Regions from separate parts of the Sus scrofa genome. Here region 1 is linked to region 2. The links are chromatin contacts, called in public Hi-C maps. All regions are on one chromosome and are shown on one strand. The core of a region is the stretch at or near the end of the contact, and the rest is flanking DNA. Distances in the headings are between cores, read along the strand shown.

What was found. Hi-C and Micro-C count contacts between places; a contact is called where the count stands out from the background.
Region 1: a contact with region 2 is called in a Hi-C map of skeletal muscle, with 2.1 times the contacts expected there. A contact is called at or near these places in 4 of 47 Hi-C or Micro-C datasets (embryonic fibroblasts, liver and skeletal muscle) and 1 of 2 datasets of targeted methods (skeletal muscle).

The regions. Positions count from the first base shown.
Region 1 is chr3:100,928,251-100,931,670 of Sscrofa11.1, forward strand. The region is part of intron 1 of MAP4K3 (mitogen-activated protein kinase kinase kinase kinase 3); the gene reads left to right. Among named protein-coding and RNA genes, the nearest start is that of MAP4K3, 43 kb to the left of the region's middle.
Region 2 is chr3:100,884,907-100,888,409 of Sscrofa11.1, forward strand. It overlaps TMEM178A (transmembrane protein 178A), which reads right to left and starts at 2,117. Exons shown (of 7, transcript XM_021088345.1): 1 at 2,012-2,117. MAP4K3 (mitogen-activated protein kinase kinase kinase kinase 3) reads left to right here and starts at 2,242. Exons shown (of 34, transcript XM_021088336.1): 1 at 2,242-2,620. The coding sequence starts at 2,525.

The sequences.
Region 1 (3,420 bases), core at 546-3,045, 43 kb after region 2:
CGCCACAGCTCATGGCAATGCTGGATCCTTAACCTACTGCGCAAGGCCAGGGATCAAACCCACATCCTCATGGATACTAGTCAGGTTGGTTTCTGCTGAGCCACGATGGGAACTACTTTTTTTTTTTTTCATGCTCAGCAATTTTTATTGGATTCTAGACATTGTGAAAATGTGTTGGATGTTTCTGTGTTCTTGAGTTTTGTTCTGTGGACCTTTGTGCAGGTAAGTTGCTTTGGAAACAGATCCTTTAGAAGTTTGTTTTAAAGTTGAGTTAGGTGGGAACTGAGCATCCTGTAGCTTCGGGCTAATTTTTCCCAATACTGAGGTAATATCTTTCTGAATACTTTTACTCATTGCCTCTTAAGTTATGAGGTTTTCTTCTCTAGCTAGTGAGAATATGAATTATTCCTGGCCCTTAATGAGCTTGAGGAGTTATGCTGTCTCCTCTTTCCTAGTAGTTCTGTCTTAGGCCTAATGCACTGGCCTAATGGTACTGAGCTGAAAACCTGAGGTGGAGATGGACTCTCTGCTAATCTCTGAGGCTGTCTCTCTGTGGAGTTCTCTTTTGGGTACTGTGTCCTGCAAATTCTGGCTGCCTTGGTTTTCCCATGTTCCTAGCTTCATTGCCTCAACTCCGGGAGATGATCAGACCATCTGGATTCTCCCTCCCCGCCCTGAAGCCTGAGAATTATCTCTAGGCTATAAGCAGGGACAGTTGTAGAGCTCAGTAGGGTTTTGTTTTTCTGTTTTCAGGAATCACTGTAGTTTACTGTCTTAGTTCAGTGTCAAACCTTTTAACTGTTTAATATTTTATTTTTTTAGTTTTTTCAGAGGGAAGGGTAAAACTGTTCATAGGCTGCCCTATCTTCTCCAGGTTAGCATACTTTCGGAACCTAAAATAAAAAGCAGAGTAAATTCATAGGCACTGGAAGACACAGAAACAAAAAGAAGGGGTAGGACTTGTATAGAAAAAAGAGAGAGAGGAATGACTGATTAGTAAAACCTGAAGTTGGATATTTGAAAAGAAAGGGAAAAAAGACAGGTTTCTGACTGAATCACCTAAGAAGGAAAAAAGAGGGCATAAATAGTATTTATTTGTTGACTATTATTTGGAAAAAAAGAGGGCATAGTTACCAATAGAGCAGATATTTTAAAACTCTTAAGGGAATATTATGAGCAATTTATGCTAATAAAAAGTGAAAACCTGCTAGATGCATGGATGATAAAAGTCAAGACAGAGTCCGGACTGGAGACCATTGCAGTAACCCAGAGAAAAGATGATGGTGGCTAGAATCCTACGGCACTAGGAGTGGAAACAGCAATGAAAAGACTGAGCAGACATTTGTAATCCTGGGAATGGAGAGGTGGGGAGTGTCAGAGAAGGGTTGGGTGTGGGGTATTGGATGGTATTGTACAGTAGCATTACATCCCAGGAATAGCAGTATTTGTGGAGGTGAATTTGAGGTATGTGGGGGGACAAGTGGCATTGTCTTATTGATATATGGGTCTTGAACTTTGAAGAGGAGTCTGGGTAAATTGCCACAGGATTGGGTTCTTGTTTCTAAACTCACCAGCTTGTTTTTGTGAATCTGCCTTTAAAACATTCCCAGATATATAAAATACCTATTTTTATCAGATTAAACCCTCCCCCATATAAATATTATTTACCCAGCTAGATCTTAGGTATCAAGAACAAAGATCTTACTTAGAGCAGTTTCTTCTAATAAACACTGAAATGTATGCTTGTAAGAGGAGCCCTTAAATTTTTGGCACAGTTTTCTGTAACTACTCAGATTTCTCTGAGTGATGTGGGTGTAACTTAGATTCTGATTCTCTAAAAGTCATTTGCCAGGCTTATCTGACCCTGATCCTGGGTGTCTGGGGCAGCCTTTGCTAGACTGTAGCCCTTTCATCTTACTTTTCGTTTCACTAATTAGTCTCTAAAATACTTTTTAAATGAGCTGCTTTATGTTAGTTAGGTGCTAAATGTGGACTTTCCTTTCCCCTCCTTCTGGTCCTAAGCAAAACTCCCAGCACCCCCCAAAGTTGGAAGCAAGATGTCCTTTTGTCCTGTCATTTTTTTGTTCCTTTGGAAGAAGAGACTGGCAGCTATTCGAAGTGAGCTTCCCTCCTCTGCTTTCATTCCTTGACTGGATTGAAAGCTACTGCTTACCAACTCCATCCTGCCAGTTTTAGAATAATCCCAGCCTGACCTGCGCTGAGCTGACTGTTACTAAAACCTTTATCTATATTGTCAGAAGCATTTACTGCCTGTCATAAGTGTTCGCTCCTCCTGCTGACTTACATATTGACAAGTAAAATGCAACTGTGTCTCCAACTAGGCAAAGAATGGTATGCGAATGGTGGTATACTTTTTGCCAAATAGTGCAGTGTGAATTTTCAAAGTTCAAGAGGTCCTCTGGTTTTAATAAATTACTTTGAAATTTAGTATGAGAATATAGACAAGTGTGATCTGATGTTTCACACAGTGATTAGAATTGTAATTTTAGTTAGTCCTTTAAATATCACTCGAGGAAAGGCTTATACCATAGTCCAATAAAATTTTTTGACCAAACATTAACCAGTTTTTTCTTTCTATTTCATATTTGTTAACTTATGATCATTTGAATAGGAAATAAATATATTTGTCCACATGGTTCAAAATAAAAATGCTATTTTACAGAATTTATACCCCCCGAGAAGTCTTGCTCCTACCTACCTCCATGGATTCTTCCTCTCTAACCAATTACATGTAACTATCTTTACAACTTTCTACTTATTCTTTCAGACTTTCTTTATGCAAATAGCTAATTCAAATATATATTCTTATTTTTTCTCCTTTTATTCAAAAGGTAACATACTAATATTTTTTGCTTTGTTGTTTTGTTTTTCATTTTTGTAACTTGGAGATCTCTCCATATCTGTACATAAAGATCTTCCCTTTTTTTGACTGTGTAGTACTCAGTTGTGTGTATGTGCCATATTTTATTCAACTAATCGTCTGTTGCCAAGCACTTGAATGTGTTCGATTTTTTGTTGTTATAAACAGTTTTTGTAGTGAATAACCTTGTTCATGTATTATTTTGTGTGTGTATAGGTGTCTTGTTTAGAGTCCTAGAAATGTGTTTATAGGTTGAAGGGTAAATGCATCTGTAATTTTGATAGGTGTTACTGTATTCCCCTCATATAAGGGCTGTACATTTTGCATTTCCACCAGCGGTGTACGAGGATCCTTGGAACACTTGTTTCTTCACAGCTTGGAAGAGTGGTTGGCCTTAGATCATATTTCGCTTCTGATAAATGCTTCTCACTTGTGTTTCCATGAGTTAGGCTAAGGATTTTATGTTTGTTATCTTATTTGTATTTGTTTTTTATGTAATTTCTTCATTTTTCTATCGGACTATCTCTCTTGTTTGGAAA
Region 2 (3,503 bases), core at 867-3,366:
TTGGCTCTATGTATATACTACAAAGGACAAATATTTTATTCTTGATTGCAAAAGCCCTTTTATTTATGTTGTAATCCATATGGCAAATCAGGCCCTTACATGCAAATCCATGTCTTTTCTAAAGGCCTAGCTTGGCCCTGCCAAAATGGAACAGACACAACTTTAAAGATTCAGCCCTACTGAAATGTCTTTTCCCTTTGAAAGAAGTCTATTAGTGATGCAAATGCAAAGTTATCTGCACAGATGACAATCCAAGCAAACAAAACAGTGAAACCATTAGAACATTCTTACGCAGGATTCAATCCTGAGAATTTGGCTTTCTGGTATTAAAAAGGCAGAGAAAGAAAGAAGAACTGGCTCCTATTTGGGATGCTTTATTAGGTCTGCTTATCTGAACCCTGGGCTAATTATCCTCATGTTTGGCTTAAAGAGGCCAAGCAATTCTCCAAAAGTGGACAGGCTGAAGGAAGGCCTACATTCTGGGCAAGTGCCTTAAACAGGCAAAAACAGGGTCCTTAGCCACGGAATAACATTTATAGTCAGTTTTCAAGATACCAGAGCTTTAAGGCAGATCCACTTAGAAGAACCTGGAGTTCCCATTGTGATGCAGTGGGTTAAGAATCCAACTGTAGTGCCTAGGGTTGCTGCAGAGGCATAGGTTCAATCCCCAGCCCTGTGCAGTGGGTTAGAATCTGGTGTTGTCACAACTGAAGATTGCACCTGCAGCTCAGATACAATTCCTGGCATGGGAACTTCCACATGCCATGGGTGCAGCCAATAAAAAAAAAAAAATAAGATGAAGAAGAAACCCAAAGATAAGTACTCATCAGGTAGCAATTTAAGTGATGATGTTCATAGTACTGATACTTTAAAATAATTAAAAACTAGACAACTGAAAGTCGGCTTGTACAGGTCAAGAGATGGTCATTTCCCAACATCTTTCAGTCAATAGATGCCCAGAGCAAACAACTTGAGAATTTAGTAAACATGCAATCTTGCCATAAGCCAAAGGATTGAAAAGACAAAAAAAGTATGAGGCAGTTAACTCTAAGTATTTCACTTGACTATTATTTGATTATACTTATTTTATCCTCAACTGGTTTGATAAGACCTAGTTTCTCAGGGAGCCATAAGGCATTTGGGAACATTAATGTTCAGAAGATGTGGAGCCTAAGAGTATTAGGAAAGCGTTTCTGAAGCAAAGCTCCAAAGTGGTATTGCCAAAGTGGCCATCACCTACCTACTTGATCAAAGCTTTTGAGAATGCCTAGTGGTCAATTTATCGAGAACAAAAATTAATCCCCCATACCCACATGCTTTCTTGGACAGATGGTAAGAGCTGGTGCTAGTGTTCACAGAGATGGCACGCAGTGCTTGCAATCTGGGTCTTATGCAGGGTGGGGCTTAGGGTAGGTAAACTATAGAGCTTCCATATCATCACGTGTTGACATTTCAGCTGTGGGAAGGGATCTTGTCCACACTTCACCCCAACCCTCACCTCTCCTCCAGAAGGTTGCTTGACAGCTTACACAGTCCCCGCCCGGGTCTTTGATATCCAGACGTCTCTGGTCAAGGTCAAGCTTTAGTGCTGGGCTCTGTCTGCTCCCACGCCCTTCATGGAGGCTAGCTGGAGGCCGTTTGGCGCATTTTCTCTCGTGTTTTCCCACGCCCACCGACTCCTCCCAGCCGCCCTCCTGGCCTATCTTCTTTTGCACACTGGCAGGTCAAGTCCAAGGGCCTGAGTGGACCACGCACAGCTCACTTTCCCAAGGGCTTTCCTCAGGACGACCCCTGAAAGTCTGTGGTAGTGGGCTGTGTTCTATATGTAGCTGTTTCTGAAAAAAAGAATAGTTTGGGTCACTGGTCGTCTTGCAGATTAAAACTATGCTACCTGCTTAGGATGTGGACCTGATGAGGCGCTGGGGGAATGAGAGGCCACCAAGGGCTCTTTTCTGCTTGCCCCCCTCCCCCAGTCCTTCCCCCCGGCCGGTGGTCCCAGGGGCACGCGAACCTTTTCTGGCACCTCACGGCAGCCGTCGCGCGCGGGTCCACGGTCCGCTCGGGCCGGGTAGTGCAGGCAGTCTGCCCTAGCTCGAGAGGCGCGCGAAGCGGAGCGCGCACCGGGCGGGCCGCGCGCGGGGTCGGAGAGCGCTCCCTCCGGGATCGCGGCTGCGCAGTCGCGCCAGAGCCGGGAAAAGAGGGAGGAGGGTGGAGGAGCCGGAGTAAGGGGAGGGGGAGGAGCGGCGAAAGCGGAAGCCATGTTGGAGTTTCACCCGGAGCGAGGGGCTGCGAGCGTTCTTCGCTCCGTGTGGGTGTGACCCGGGTTCGGCGCCGCGGCGGGCTGCGGGGGGCGGGGACGGTTAGGCCGGTCGTCGTCGTCCGCGGCGGCGGCCGCAGCGTGGGGCCGGGCGATTGTGACCGCCGGGGGAGCAGGGGGCCGGCTGCGGCTCCCACTCTCCGTGTGGCCCCCTGAGCGCCCCCCTCCCCTGCTCGGGAGGGAGGCGGGGGGCACCCGGGGCCCGCCATGAACCCCGGTTTCGATCTGTCCCGCCGGAACCCGCAGGAAGACTTCGAGCTGATTCAGCGCATCGGCAGCGGCACCTACGGCGACGTCTACAAGGTGAGGGTGAGGGGCCGCGCGCCGCCGAGGCCTCGGGGGCGCTGACCCGCCGCGGGGAGGGCCCGGGGCGCCGGCGAGCCGCTGCCTCTCGGCGAGAGACGCTGGCGTCCGGGAGCCGTGGGGGAGGAGGAGCAGCGGGCGCCCAGGGCTCCGCGGCCGTGCAGCGAACAAAGGGCCAGACGATTAACCCGGGGACCTCCGAGTCCTTACCTGATCTTGCCCCGGACGCACATTTCCCGGGGAGGGCTGACCGGCGGCGGCTACGCTGCTCATCCGCGCGCAGAGAGGGTCATCGCGTTTGTTGCATTGGCAGGATCCGGGCGGCCAGCCGGACCGCAGGGGTTTGGCGTCTGTCAAACCTGCGTGCTTCATGCGGACCTGGGGTTGTCCGCGATGCGTTGGCAACTGCTGTCCTCCAGACCTGGTGGTGATTGCACTGGGCAGCCGACATCGACCACCCCTCAGCTTTTAGCCTCTTAGCGTCCGCAGGCTAGTTTCTTTTAATTTTCCAAGTAATGACTTTGTTTTGTAAAGAAAGAGAGATCTAGTTAGTATAACTTTCTCTCTCTGACGAAAGAGCAACTTTGTTTTCTCCAGCTCAAATCGGAATATGGTGCTTTATTAAACTTGTTTTTGCTAGTGGTACATAGGAATCAGCTTTTTTTTATTTAGCAAATACTTAGGAAAGGTACTGGTATGACAAGGTGAGGATTCAAAGTCCATTAGTAGTACAGCATTCCTGTTGTAGAGGGACCACTTCTAAATGTGGGAGATAAATCATGCTTCCCTGGCCAGCTCAACTCTTGGCCCCGCAGAGACTGCCAAGAAGAGGAGGCTAGTGCCAAATGTGGCAGCAGTCTTGATTTGGTCGAGTATCTTCTTA